2 separate regions of the Hordeum vulgare genome follow, and region 1 is linked to region 2. A link is a contact called in public Hi-C data. All regions are on one chromosome and are shown on one strand. The core of a region is the stretch at or near the end of the contact, and the rest is flanking DNA. Distances in the headings are between cores, read along the strand shown. Region 1 holds the start of LOC123452813 (alanine aminotransferase 2-like). Region 2 holds the start of LOC123395384 (protein WRKY1-like).

Region 1 (6,769 bases), core at 2,709-5,208, 160 kb after region 2:
TTCCATGAAAGCTTCATGGAACGCCTTAAAGCGACAGATGATCAGCTGTACCTTCTCCTCCTGTTGCAGGATTGTGCATCTGAAATGCCATGTGCCAGGTACCTTCATTCAGAGTATAAACACAAACGAACATGACATTAGACTAGCTACACGAAAATGTCTCTGCAAAGACATCCACACACCAAATAATAATCTTGAATGAAAAAGATAAAATAATTTTTTCTATCTTCGTTCCTCGTCTAGTCAGTTCCAGAGACAAATACATCCAATTAAGCAAGTGCATCACACTCACTTGTCCGAACACAGAACCAGGCAAGACGATGATGCCAGTGTTTTCAAGAAGGCGGAGAGCGTAGAACACATCTGGTTTGGTGTTCATTGCCTCAGCAGACGCAATTGCCCTTTTAGGCAGCCGAACAGATGGGAATACAAACATTGCCCCTTCAGCCTTGCTGCAAGTCAGGCCTTCCAGACTGTTGAATGCCTGCACCATGGCCTAAACAAAACCAGTCGAAGAATGTGATATTCGGAGATAATGCTATTTTTGCACATAACAGAGTCAGCAATGAAGATAATCATGGAAGTGAGTGTGACAAAAGCGAACCTCTGCACACCGGGATAATGATAACATAATGCGATCTCTTTCTTCCCGGTAAGAGGTGTATGACTCATCTCCAACCTGACAAAGGGACGATTAATAAAATGTATATAAAAATTCAAAGACACGATGAGATGCATATTTACTGACCTTTGGTGGGTTCATGACTAGGCTCACGAGGACCTGGCCGGCTAAGTTGGAGCATGAGCTTAGGGATGCTACTTTGTATACTTGTTTCCGAACTTCAGAATTGAAGCCAGTGACCTCCATGTAACCCCCTCTTCTCCCACATTCTCCATAGTACCCTGATGGAGAAGACAATACCTCTGAGAAATATTGACCCGTTCGATAATTTGTGGTGTATGACACTTCATCCCCCAATAGTTCAGATTTACTTGGAAATAGGAAGAAATCATGATGCGCCACACTTGGTTTGATATACAGCACAATACAGTATGCCAGACACTCCTTATATTAAGCAAAGGGAGAAAAGCCAGTGCCTGGAAATTTTAATAGAAGGCCAATAGACAAAGAGCGCATGGCGTGCTTGATATGGAGTTAAGTCCTCGGTTCACGTTCAAGTTATGGCTTCAAATTAGAATAAGCATATCATTAGGTTACCAATGTTCAAGGAAAAAAGGCATTACATTAGTACTCCCTCCATCCTAAAGTAAGTGTCTCAACTTTATTATAAATTTATTGTAAAGGTAGTATAAAGTTGAGACACTTACTTTGGGACGGAGGGAGTATGATTATATTGACATAACCAAAGTGCAAGTTTGCATTTGCAAAAACTTCCTTACGGTGGCTTTACTCAATGAGTTGAAAGTCCAATGTTTATAAGAAATCTTTCTCATGAGTGCACCTAACAAAAGAGTTGTGTATAACTGAGAAAAACATGGATAAAAGGAAGTACGAAATGTCATATACCATTAGAAACTGAATGGAATGATATTAAGGAAACATCTCCTTCACCAAAACCCATGGACCGTGCTATCTTCTTGAAAGAGATAAATTTCTTTTCATCTGTGTAAACATTTTCTTGGTAAACCTACCAGTACGTTCAAGAAAAAGATACAGCCGGTTAGATACACAAAAATTCAAGAAAATTATATAGATTCTTATTAAGAAAGATCCAAAAACCTCACCTCATCTGCTAGAAGAACAAGGTTTTCATTCCTGCAGAATTCCACTATTTCACACTGGTTTTCCCGCACAAGAACCTATGTACAATTTAACCACATTAACGCTTTCAGAAAATATAAAAATTGCACAGGTCAATGATCAGTGAACACACCTGTCCAGTAGGGTTGCCTGGATTTACAACCACAAGTCCCCTAACATTGATGCCCTGAGATCGGGCACCATCCAGCTGCTTCTTGAGGTCCGAAATACTCACATCCCAATCTCGTGATTCGTCAAGGTAATATGGTACCTGAGAAAGCAGATATTATATTTTTTTTACTACAGATTGGCAACCAGTAAAAACTTAGTTGATGTGGATACATTTCGATCTACTAACGTGATACATACAAGAGTAGCACCACACAGGATCATTGAGCTTGTGTACAGAAAGTGTGATGGAATTGGGCAAAGGATGCCGTCTTTTTCATCTCGTATCAATAGGTGCATTACCATATGAACCTGTTTGGAAATCGAACAAACAACTCGATTGTCAAGAATAACATCCGAAAAAAAGGAAAGGGAGAGATAAAAATAACTTGAATCTTGGATGTTTAGTGACATTGATCATGTTATCATGGCATAGTAGGTGCTTTAAGTCAATCATCATAATAGTGATAAGAACGAGGTTCATAAAAAAAGTAGTGCTAATGACTAAAGTGCAGAAGGAGCTTCCACAAAGTAGTTTGACAGCGTATGAGATATAACACTGTCAGGATGCCCAGCAGTAGCAGAGGAGCACAATATCTCCAACTATTATTCAGAGTGTTATGCATAAGATGGTGGACGAAGGAATTGCTCCGCATATGGTGGATCAAATAGTACCGGCGCGGATGCTCCATCTGTCAGGAAAATGTCCTCCGCATTGCATGGGAAAGCATCACGAGTGGCTATTCCAGCAGCAATTGCATTTCGCAACCCTTCAGTACCCTAGAGGTGAAAAGTGTCAGGTCTCATTTCTGCATTTGTGAAAATAGGTTCAGGGTTCCCGATCTTGCCTGACAGTGGCTGTATCCTCCCATTGCTCTCCCAGGAATGAGGTCTAATATCTCTCTTGCCCTTGTTATTGCATCAGAACTGCAACAGAAAACAATCGAGTTGAACTACCGCTTATGAATATGAATGCATCTTGCCCATATGATGCGTGGTGTTAATTACCTGAATATGGAACTAGTTACACTGCAGTTTAGAAGATGCGGGTAATCACACAAGGCAAGAACCTGGAAGACAAGAAAGCATCAGAGCATGGAGAAACGAGAATGTTAATACAAGAGTTCATATGGAGCAAATCGCCAACCTCACGGAAGAACTTAATTGGCTGTTGTCCGAGGTAATGTGGATTGCTAAGGTTGCAATAGATTATCTGCCGGAAGAAATGGAAAAATTAATCACAGTAAAACGATAAAAAAAATGGTAGGAACACTAACAGAAGTAGATGATATTTGGGGAAAGTTTCAGTGGAAGATGATATTGAATTGTTTTTCAATGATGTGATGAGGTCCACAGGAATGTTCAGTTTGTTTTGCAATAACGTGATGGGATTCACAGGAACATACCTCATTGAAAGGGTATACACCTGGATTTGTTTCTAGCTCTTTCTGCATGCGCTGGACACCTCACCAAGGAACAGAAGAGAGGATCACTTGATTTGCATGATCTGCCAAAGCTAGGTGCAAAATACTACTACAGTAGTAGAGTGGCAATTTAACATGGCTCTGTCTCGTGTACAGCGGCTCAGACACACACATATACGGATACAGCAGCTTCCGTTTCTCTCTCAGGGATTTGAATGTCTTGGAAAATAGCGATTTTGGGGATGATACCTGCGCGCGGCGGGCCACGGCGCCCCCGAGGTGATCCGAGAGCGCCAGCACCTGCAAAACCAACCAGCCACCAGCAGCAGCATTGGACTTGGAGCACGGAAGCTGCTGTGGGTTGTGGATCGGACGGCGGCAGAGGCCTGCTACGTACGTACCTTTGGGTTGAGGGAGTCGACGGTGAGGGCGCGCGCGGAGGCGGGAGACATCGCCGCGACGACGGCGGGCGGGGGATCAAGCGGCGGCCTGGGAGGAGTGGGTGGCAGGCTTGGTTTGTTGGTTCTTGGTTGGCTGCCCAAGCCACAGTCCAAAGCTGCTTCACGTCACGTGGTACAGGAGTTGCTGTCGGAAACAAAAGCAATTCTGCAACTCCATTATTGTTCTTGTCGCTGTTGCATCAGAACTGCCATGCCATCTCGCGAGTCGGGGCGTACGTAGTACTTCTTCGCCGCGAAAGCCCGGGAGTATCCCCGGCGATTCGGCAAAATTACAGCGGAGCCGCCATCGAAGCCGATCCAACGGCTCTGCTCGCTCCATGCTAGCTCAAGGGGAGGCGCTCTGACCGTTGGATGCGTCCATTTACTGTTTGCCGTTCGTAAACGTCTCTCCTGGTTACTTTTACCGCCAATATCAGGAGTTAAACCGAGACTCTTTTCTGAAACTAGTAGTAAGTGTAAATGCACGTCTCGATTAATATATAAATATATGTTAACATTGACATGAATAAAAATATAGTTTGATTGCATTAAATATATTACAATTCAAAACAACATTTTCAAGTAGCATCACATGCATAGAGAAAAAAAAATACACTATTATCTTAGTATTTTCTATGGTAAACCTTTTCAGCCGACGTGGAGCGGTCTCATCCACTCGCTCGTGGCTACAGGGCCTACCACGTTATCTCTTTCCTCATCCCCGGGTCCTTCTCTTTCCTTTTTGCCAACCTCCCGGTTGCCATGGGAAATCCTACCCCAACGATCTCCTCCAGCGAGCACCCTCGAAGCCTACCACCGAACCATTGTCCTCCCCTCGATTTCCCCTCTCTCAACTGCTCTATGGCGACCGGAGCTGCAACGCGCATGGCCCGCTAAGTCGCATCCATGGCCGAAGGCGTAATTTACTACATGCTTCAACCGGCATCGAAATTTGATACAACCGACACCGCATTTTGCTACCACCGGTGTCGCATTTGGCTACATCGCACATGGCGTCGCGGCTTTTGCTACAATCGGTGTTTCATTTTGCTACAACCGGCATAACGTTTTGCTACATCCATCACGGCTGAGCTGCGACCCGTGACGGCAGAACCATGCTCGCGTTTGTTGCAATCGTTGATAGAAAAAGCTTCAACAATATATAAAAATGTTTCAACCGGCATAACGTTTTCCTACATCCATCACGGCTGAGCTGCGACCCGTGACGGCGGAACTGCTGGGGAACGTCGCATGGGAAACAAAATTTTCCTATGCGCACGAAGACCTATCATGGTGATGTCCATCTACGAGAGGGGATGAGTGATCTACGTACCCTTGTAGATCGTACAGAAGAAGCGTTAGTGAACGCGGTTGATGTAGTGGAACGTCCTCGCGTCCCTCGATCCGCCCCGCGAACAATCCCGCGATCAGTCCCACGATCTAGTACCGAACGGACGGCACCTCCGCGTTCAGCACACGTACAACTCGACGATGATCTCGGCCTTCTTGATCCAGCAAGAGAGTCGGAGAGGTAGAAGAGTTCTCCGGCAGCGTGACGGCGCTCCGGAGGTTGGTGATGACCTTGTCTCAGCAGGGCTCCGCCCGAGCTCCGCAGAAACGCGATCTAGAGGAAAAACCGTGGAGGTATGTGATCGGGCTGCCGTGGAAAAGTCGTCTCAAATCAGCCCTAAAACCTCCGTATATATAGGTGGGAGGGAGGGAGCCTTGCCTTGGGGCTCAAGGAGCCCCAAGGGGGTCGGCCGAGTCCAAGGGGGGAAGGCTCCCCCCCCAAACCGAGTTGGACTTGGTTTGGTGGGTGGGAGTCCTTCCCTTCCTTCCCACCTCCCTTTTTTTTTCTTTCTCTTTGATTTTTATCTCTATGGCGCATAGGGCCCTTTTGGGCTGTCCCACCAGCCCACTAAGGGCTGGTGCGCCACCCTTATGGCCTATGGGCTTCCCCGGGGTGGGTTGGCCCCCCGGTGAACTCCCGGAACCCATTCGTCATTCCCGGTACATTCCCGGTAACTCCGAAAACCTTCCGGTAATCAAATGAGGTCATCCTATATATCAATCTTCGTTTCTGGACCATTCCGGAAACCCTCGTGACGTCTGTGATCTCATCCGGGACTCCGAACAACATTCGGTAACCAACCATATAACTCAAATACGCATAAAACAACGTCGAACCTTAAGTGTGCAGACCCTGCGGGTTCGAGAACTATGTAGACATGACCCGAGAGACTCCTCGGTCAATATCCAATAGCAGGACCTGGATGCCCATATTGGATCCTACATATTCTACGAATATCTTATCGTTTGAACCTCAGTGTCAAGGATTCATATAATCCCGTATGTCATTCCCTTTGTCCTTCGGTATGTTACTTGCCCGAGATTCGATCGTCAGTATCCGCATACCTATTTCAATCTCGTTTACCGGCAAGTCTCTTTACTCGTTCCGTAATACAAGATCCCGCAACTTACACTAAGTTACATTGCTTGCAAGGCTTGTGTGTGATGTTGTATTACCGAGTGGGCCCCGAGATACCTCTCCGTCACACGGAGTGACAAATCCCAGTCTTGATCCATACTAACTCAACTAACACCTTCGGAGATACCTGTAGAGCATCTTTATAGTCACCCAGTTACGTTGCGACGTTTGATACACACAAAGCATTCCTCCGGTGTCAGTGAGTTATATGATCTCATGGTCATAGGAATAAATACTTGACACGCAGAAAACAGTAGCAACAAAATGACACGATCAACATGCTACGTCTATTAGTTTGGGTCTAGTCCATCACGTGATTCTCCCAATGACGTGATCCAGTTATCAAGCAACAACACTTTGTTCATAATCAGAAGACACCGACTATCTTTGATCAACTGGCTAGCCAACTAGAGGCTTGCTAGGGACGGTGTTTTGTCTATGTATCCACACATGTAAATGAGTCTTCATTCAATACAATTATAGCATG
Region 2 (6,677 bases), core at 2,275-4,774:
TTTCTTTGCCTCGCAGGGTTTGGACGAAGTTCGCCAATAAGGTTCCCGGTCTAAACAAAGAGTTACGATTTACGTACCCCAAAGTAAGTAGTACTAGCTAGTTCCGCGCATCTCTAATTGATTCAAATTTTCATCAATATAGCATTACCATGCTTGCTTATCAGTTTGATTGAACTCTATTCTCGTATAGTGTATGTACCAGAAAGAAGGCATTGTTTTATGTGCATACTACGTATGCGAGTTCATTCGTCACTCGACCTCTGAGCGGGTCTTCTCTGAGAAACAGTTGCAAGTACGTAAATAATATTCACAATTGTGTTGAGTTTTATTCATATATATGCATGTAAGGGAACCGGGACTAAATGTTATGGGCTTTAGTCCCGACCCTTTTGTCCCGGTTCCAGAACCGGGGCTAATGGGTCTATGGAACCGGGACAAATGGGCCATTTTCTACTAGTGCCTGTGTACACTCACAAACATATCGGTCTCTTAACCTATAAATCTTCAATCCACCAAAATCACTAAGGGACACTAGATGCACTTACGATAACATTAACATCAGAAGGCGTCATTCTGTTTGCTTCCACAACTCCACAAACTTGAGGTGAAACTACCGGAACATTGTTCGACACTTGTGATGGATTGACCCAATAAGATGAATGCATATGGTAATGCCAAAAATGGTGATAGAAATAGTTCGAGCCAAACTCACGATGTTCCACTCTAGCGTCGGTGGCATATCTCGATTGGGGGCACTCCAATTTTTTTGAAAGTTGATCTTCCCTCCATTTCCTATTTTTGAAAATATTCAAATCAACACACAATTCTAAAACAATACTAAAAAGTTGTTTGATTTTTTTGACATAAACTAGAAGAAATTTGAAGCAGGTGGGAAAAAGAATCAAATCATTTGGAGTTATCTTTTAAAAGTTAGAGGCACTCAAAGTTGGGTCAACTGTTTGTTTTTAAAATAAAAACTATAAAAGAAAATATTTTGGTGAAGCTTACGCTTTTCCTTAGCGAAGACGTATTCCAGGGAATACATTTCCACTTAAAATGCTTAGGCGGGTCTGTGAGTCACTAAGGGTGGGTCCTCGAGGCCCACTGGTCAGGTTTGACCGGTCCATCCCGCCTTCTTCCTCCTCTTGCCGAATGTGGCGGACCTCCTCTGCTCCTCGTTGGCGAATGGTGGCGACTTTCAGGCACCTTGCGGCGGGAATGGATCCAGAGGATTCTTGTGGTCCTCCCGATGGTCGCCATGGACGGAGAGGTGGCCGACGGTGTCAGGCAAGGCGAAAATTATCCTACGATGGCCCCTGAGCTAAGATAGAGAGGGGAGTGGGTTCGCGAGGTCGAGGGAAGACGACTGGAGAAGAGAATGGAGTTAGAGGGGCTTCGGTTGTGGGGAATTTAATAGGGTTGCCGCGGCGGCTGAGCCCATCGATGGCGTGGAAGATGACCTCCTTCGGTCGATTGGCTACTATGGGGGCTTGCTATGATCATAATGAGGTTGTTGTCGAGCGTGGGGAGGTCGACGGGGGGGGGGGGGGGGGGCTTTTGATAAGCGCAGAGAGGCGGTTCGGCGACGACCGTGGATAAACACGACAGCTTGGCCATTCGTGAGGCGGGGGCGATGTGACGAGGCCAGCGAGGTCGGCGAGCTAGCGGACGGGCTGGGGGTTGTTACAGGGGCAAGGTGGCGAGCAAGGAGAGGTCGGGCGGCGCTGCCATGGCAGGGGAAGGACGTGGCCGACGTGACGAGGCCAGCGAGGTCGGCGAGCTAGCGGACTGGCTGGGGGTTGTTCCAGGGGCAAGGTGGCGAGCAAGGAGAGGTCGGGCGGCGCTGCCATGGCAGGGGAAGGACGTGGCCGACGTCTAGCTGCCAAGATGACTACACCTGCGGCTCTAAGCGGTGTCGGGCGGTTGTTGGCGGCGGTAGCGAGAGGGAAGGGACACTGGCTTCGCTCTGCGAGCGGGGAAAAGCTAGGGGCACGGGGGTAGGTGGGTCGCGGCAACGCGGCGCGGCTGCTTGCAATAAGCACTCTCTACTCGCGCTTTGAACACGCGCACCACATGCTCGGCGAAATTCCTGGACACGCCAGGGGGCTCTGATGCAAACGAGGCTTCATTGGGCTAGGTTTGTGGGCAAGGTGGTGCTAAGGGACATGTTGGTTAGGTGAGGAAAGCACCCACCTAATGCGAGTTTAAGAGCTTGCTAAATTTTGCGATGCACATAAGGTGTTTGGTAAAATGTGGCCATCTAGAGAACTTTGTTGGCCGCCAAAAATTCCAGAGCAAGGTCTCTTTAGGTGATAAAGATGATGACAAGGTTAGTTTGGGAAGAACAGAAACTTTTTAGTGCACGTTTTATGAAACTTCACTTGTGGGCGGAAACTCCAGGGGTTAATTGAATGGGCTTAAAATACTCCAATGGAGCTAAACTCGTAGATTTAACGGTTTGGTAGGGTTGACTACAAGAAGGAAAATTCTTACGACCATGAGAGCAAAATAAAATAGGATTATAATTCAAACCACTAAACTGGACCGGGTTTGAAATGAGGATGGTCTGCTCAAAATTTTCAAAAGGCCAAGAAGGGTTTTTGCATAAAAGTGGTCCATATGCATCCCATGACATCTCTAAATTTATGTGAAAATTTTACAATAGTTGTAGTGATATGGAGGCCCTTAAAAAAATGAAAACGCCGTTTTAAAGAAATAAAGCTTGGCAAAATATTTCTTACTGAATTCTAAAAATGGAATGAAATACATTTAAATTAAACATTCAAGTCCCATACTATTTTTTAATTTTTCGATTTGAAGGAAAAAAAAGTTTAGAATTTAAAGAAAAGTATGGTTATCAAACCAATAAAGGATCCAGAAAATAAAATTAATATTTTGATAAAATTTTAATTAAAAAGAAAACATGGTAAAAATTTAGGATGTCCGGATCTTCAATATCCTTTATATATTTATAAATTGGATACGAAGGATATCAATCAGTCCGAACATTTGAAGTATCGAACATTTGAAGTATCGTTTGAGGCGTCTGCCAGGTTGTTTCTTGATCGGTCATTGATCGGAAAGTCCGCACATGTGTTTGAGGGCCTGATTGTAGTTTCATCAGACATTTAAATAATTCATACGACGTTCAAAACAGTTCAATGTCAGCCGTCCAAAACTTATTACATGAAAAAAAAACGTACGAGGGAGTAGTAAATCTCATCGAACCACGGTAATTTCAACAAGCAGTGGCATTTACTTACCATCTTTGATGTCTGTGTCTGATCTACGAGCCGCACAGTGAAAAGATGCTCTCACCGACCCCTGTCGTTGACCTCGCTGACCCCGGCAACAGCGACCCGCCCACCCAAAGCAACGATCCCGACCGTCCGTCCCGCGATCAACGGCCCAGATCCACGGCCCCCGCCCAACATTTCCGACACCGCCCTCCAACTCTCGCAAATTCGCACATCGCGCCCTCCGACCCACGCTCACGCTACAAGACTCGCCTCTCCTCGCTCCTCCTCCCTCCTCTTCTTCCTCCTCCTCATCCCCTCCCCTCTCTGCTCCACTCCGGGAACCTCCACGGCGGCGGCAGGATGGGGCGCGCCCACGCGTAGAGCCTCGCGGCGCAGGTGAGCTCACTCCCGCGCCCTTTTTCGGCGCCGGTTCGCCGTGGTTTGGCCGGTGCTTTACTGCCTGGGACATCTGCCCGGCGGCGCCACGCCGGACTTCTCGGTGCGCACGCGCGCCAAGAATCCGTTCTTGCCCCCCGCCCGGCTGGACCCGTCGCTCCTGTGGTCGATCCGGCTGCCGGATGGCCTCCCGAGTCCCTAAAAATCGGTGTTTTTTGGCGACGAAAACTCCAAACCGTGCGAGCATTTCACGGAGATCTACCATCTCTGTACTGATTTGTGCTGTATCTTCCTTCTCTCAGGTCGGTGAGGGCCGCAAGAATCTGAGCTGCTTGCCAAGGCTGTAAAAGGAAGAGCTCTGCAAGAAGGAGAAGACGGGATTGTATTTGCTTCTGGATTGTTTTTTCTTGCCCCATGGAGGAGGTGGAGGTGGCCAACAGCGCGGCTGTGGAGAGCTGCCACAAGTTGCTGGCCTTGCTCTCCCAGCAGCAGGACCCAGCCCTGCTCAGGAGCATAGCTTCAGAGACGGGTGAGGCATGTGCCAAGTTCAGGAAGGTGGTCTCCCTCCTCAGCAATGGTGGCGGCGGCAGGGGAGGGCATGCTAGAGGCAGGTTCTCCAGGAGAAGGAAGCCCGTGGGGTTCTTGAGCCAGAAAGGCTTCTTGGAGAGCAGCAGCAACGCCCCATTGGGGATGCTCGTGTCCGGGAGTGCACCCACTCCATCCCCATCTGCTGGTTCGGCAGGGCAACTGCGGCCCCAGGTCGGCGCGCCGCCGCCGCCCCCGCGCAGCCTCGATTTGGTCAGCTCAAGCAGCAAGAGCGCCCACCAGTTTGGCCCTCCGAAGATGGTCCAGCCATTATCTGTGCAGTTCCAGTTTGGTGCCACTGCACATAGGTACCCATTCCAGCAGCAGCAGCAGCAGAATTTACAGGCCCAAATGTTCAAGAGGAGCAATAGTGGGATCAGCCTCAAGTTTGATAGCCCCAGTGGCGGCACTGGGACGATCTCATCGCCGAGGTCTTTCATGTCCTCCCTGAGCATGGATGGCAGTGTAGCTAGCTTGGACGGAAAGCCACCGATGCGTTTGATCGGCGGCCCGGCTGCGAGCGACCCACTGAATGTGCGCCAATGCGCACCTAAGCGGCGGTGTAGGGGTGAGGATGGCAGCGGCAAGTGCACCACAGGTGGCAAATGCCATTGCTCAAAAAGAAGGTAAAACCATGCTGATGTGATTTTTTTTCTTAGGGTTGGGAATTATGATCTTGACCTGCTTGATGATTTACTTTTCTGCAGGAAATTACGAATTAAGAGGTCGATTAAAGTGCCCGCCATTAGCAACAAAATATCGGATATACCTCCGGATGAATACTCATGGCGGAAGTACGGACAGAAGCCGATTAAGGGTTCCCCTCATCCGAGGTATGAAAGAAAAAAAAACCAACTATCTGCTTAAAAGATGTGGATTGTCACTTAAAAAAGGACATTGCTCAAAATAACACTTGAATATATATCAAATCCTTTTCAGTCATGATGTTATTATTCCCCATGCTGTACCATGAAAGATGGCATATCTGCATCCATCTGGCATTCATTGTGTTGCTTTACCTGTGGAATAATTATTTGTGGATCCCCCACTCAACTCACCCTTTTCCTAGCACCAAGTTTCTTCTACAACTAAGACGTGTTGACACCTTAGTTGCTAGAGCAATTATTTATGTAGTGGATCATGTTGGTCTATCACCACTGTCTGTGAAAAAAGAGATCGGTCATAGGGACCTAAAGTAGTTAACTTGTTAATGGAACTCGCATTTCATTGACGTGCTTATCTATCCACATTCTAATGTTGATTGCTCCTGTTTGCCCACCTCATCTGAAGCTTTAATGCCTGCCCTTAATGGTGGGAAAATGTAGCTATACCATGAAAGCAAGCACATGCTGCTCAATGTGGACTGCTGACTGTTCCTCTTTCCAAATCTTTCTTGTCTCCACAGAAGACTAACTATGTCCGTTCACTTGTACCAATTGCAGGGGCTACTATAAATGCAGCACCGTGAGGGGCTGCCCGGCGAGGAAGCACGTCGAGCGGTGCGTGGATGAGCCGGCGATGCTCATTGTGACATACGAAGGCGAGCACAGCCATAATCGGCTGCCAACACAGTCTGCCCAGACCTAGACGACAGCCGGCCGATCGCTTCGCCGCCCCTTTCGATCGATGAATGCCACGGCCTTTGTTGGAAGATACGGCCGGACCGGCCACGTCGAAGTAAAACTAGGTCTTGCGGATCTCAAAAGTAGGAGCAACAAACAACATTGAGGCCATCCATCTGGGAATCTAATGAGCTGCCTAGTGGCCCTTCCTTCCCCAGCTACATGCTGTTAGGGTTTCAGCGTCCAGAGTGGGGGCATCATCCCCCCCCCCCCCCCCCCCCCCCCCAAGCTGTTCTCCTCTCCTCTGAGTTGTGTGACTTATGAGACATCAAATCACAAACTGAGGGATGACATGGAGAGAAGAACATGCATATGCTGGTAGATAGTGACGGGCGGGGTTTGGCTCAACAATTGTGTTTCAGAGAGTTGAAAGGGAGGTTTGAAGAAAGGAAGTGAGCAAGCAGCTCTGTGTAAAGCTTGGAAAAGGATTGGCAGGGTTGGCTTTTAGCGTGCACAAGTTTACTTGCGATGACTCGCCTCTGTCTCTGTGTGTTGCTTTTGCTTTATTGAAAGATGGGATTTGTTTTCTCTTTTGGCAGAAGAATCGTTCCAGTATTAAAGGTGTTGTTGTTGTTGTTGACAAGCTGACACATTAGGAGCACCATGTGTTTTCTTAACAGGTGTAACAGGAAGTTGCTGTGATTTCTCAGTCATGCTTCAGCTTCAGTGTGAAGCCAGCTTCCATGCTAGCAGTAATGATTTTGACATGAGTTTTGTGCTGTCATGGATGGGTTCATGGGAGCTCTCTCTCTCTAGTCTGGACAACAATTAATCAAAACCTCGCTTGCATTACATCCAGTAGCCAGTTCTTCAACAAGAAAATTGATTTTGATAT

Evidence for each region. A called contact is a pair of places that touch in the nucleus more often than the background predicts.
Region 1: a Hi-C map of leaf shows a contact between it and region 2, with 2.7 times the contacts expected there. The contact joins the promoter of LOC123452813 here to the promoter of LOC123395384 in region 2. A contact is called at or near these places in 2 of 6 Hi-C or Micro-C datasets (leaf and seedling) and 1 of 1 datasets of contacts at active chromatin or transcription factors (embryo).

Annotation. Positions count from the first base shown.
Region 1 is chr5H:48,489,915-48,496,683 of MorexV3_pseudomolecules_assembly, forward strand. It overlaps LOC123452813 (alanine aminotransferase 2-like), which reads right to left and starts at 3,959. Exons shown (of 15, transcript XM_045129535.1): 1 at 3,756-3,959; 2 at 3,604-3,654; 3 at 3,337-3,387; 4 at 3,078-3,143; 5 at 2,939-3,000; 6 at 2,779-2,857; 7 at 2,606-2,710; 8 at 2,105-2,242; 9 at 1,896-2,033; 10 at 1,747-1,821; 11 at 1,529-1,649; 12 at 749-903; 13 at 605-679; 14 at 293-496; 1 more. The coding sequence starts at 3,806.
Region 2 is chr5H:48,334,273-48,340,949 of MorexV3_pseudomolecules_assembly, forward strand. LOC123395384 (protein WRKY1-like) reads left to right here and starts at 3,525. Exons shown (of 4, transcript XM_045090375.1): 1 at 3,525-3,635; 2 at 3,938-4,846; 3 at 4,928-5,053; 4 at 5,663-6,491. The coding sequence starts at 4,050. The coding sequence ends at 5,807.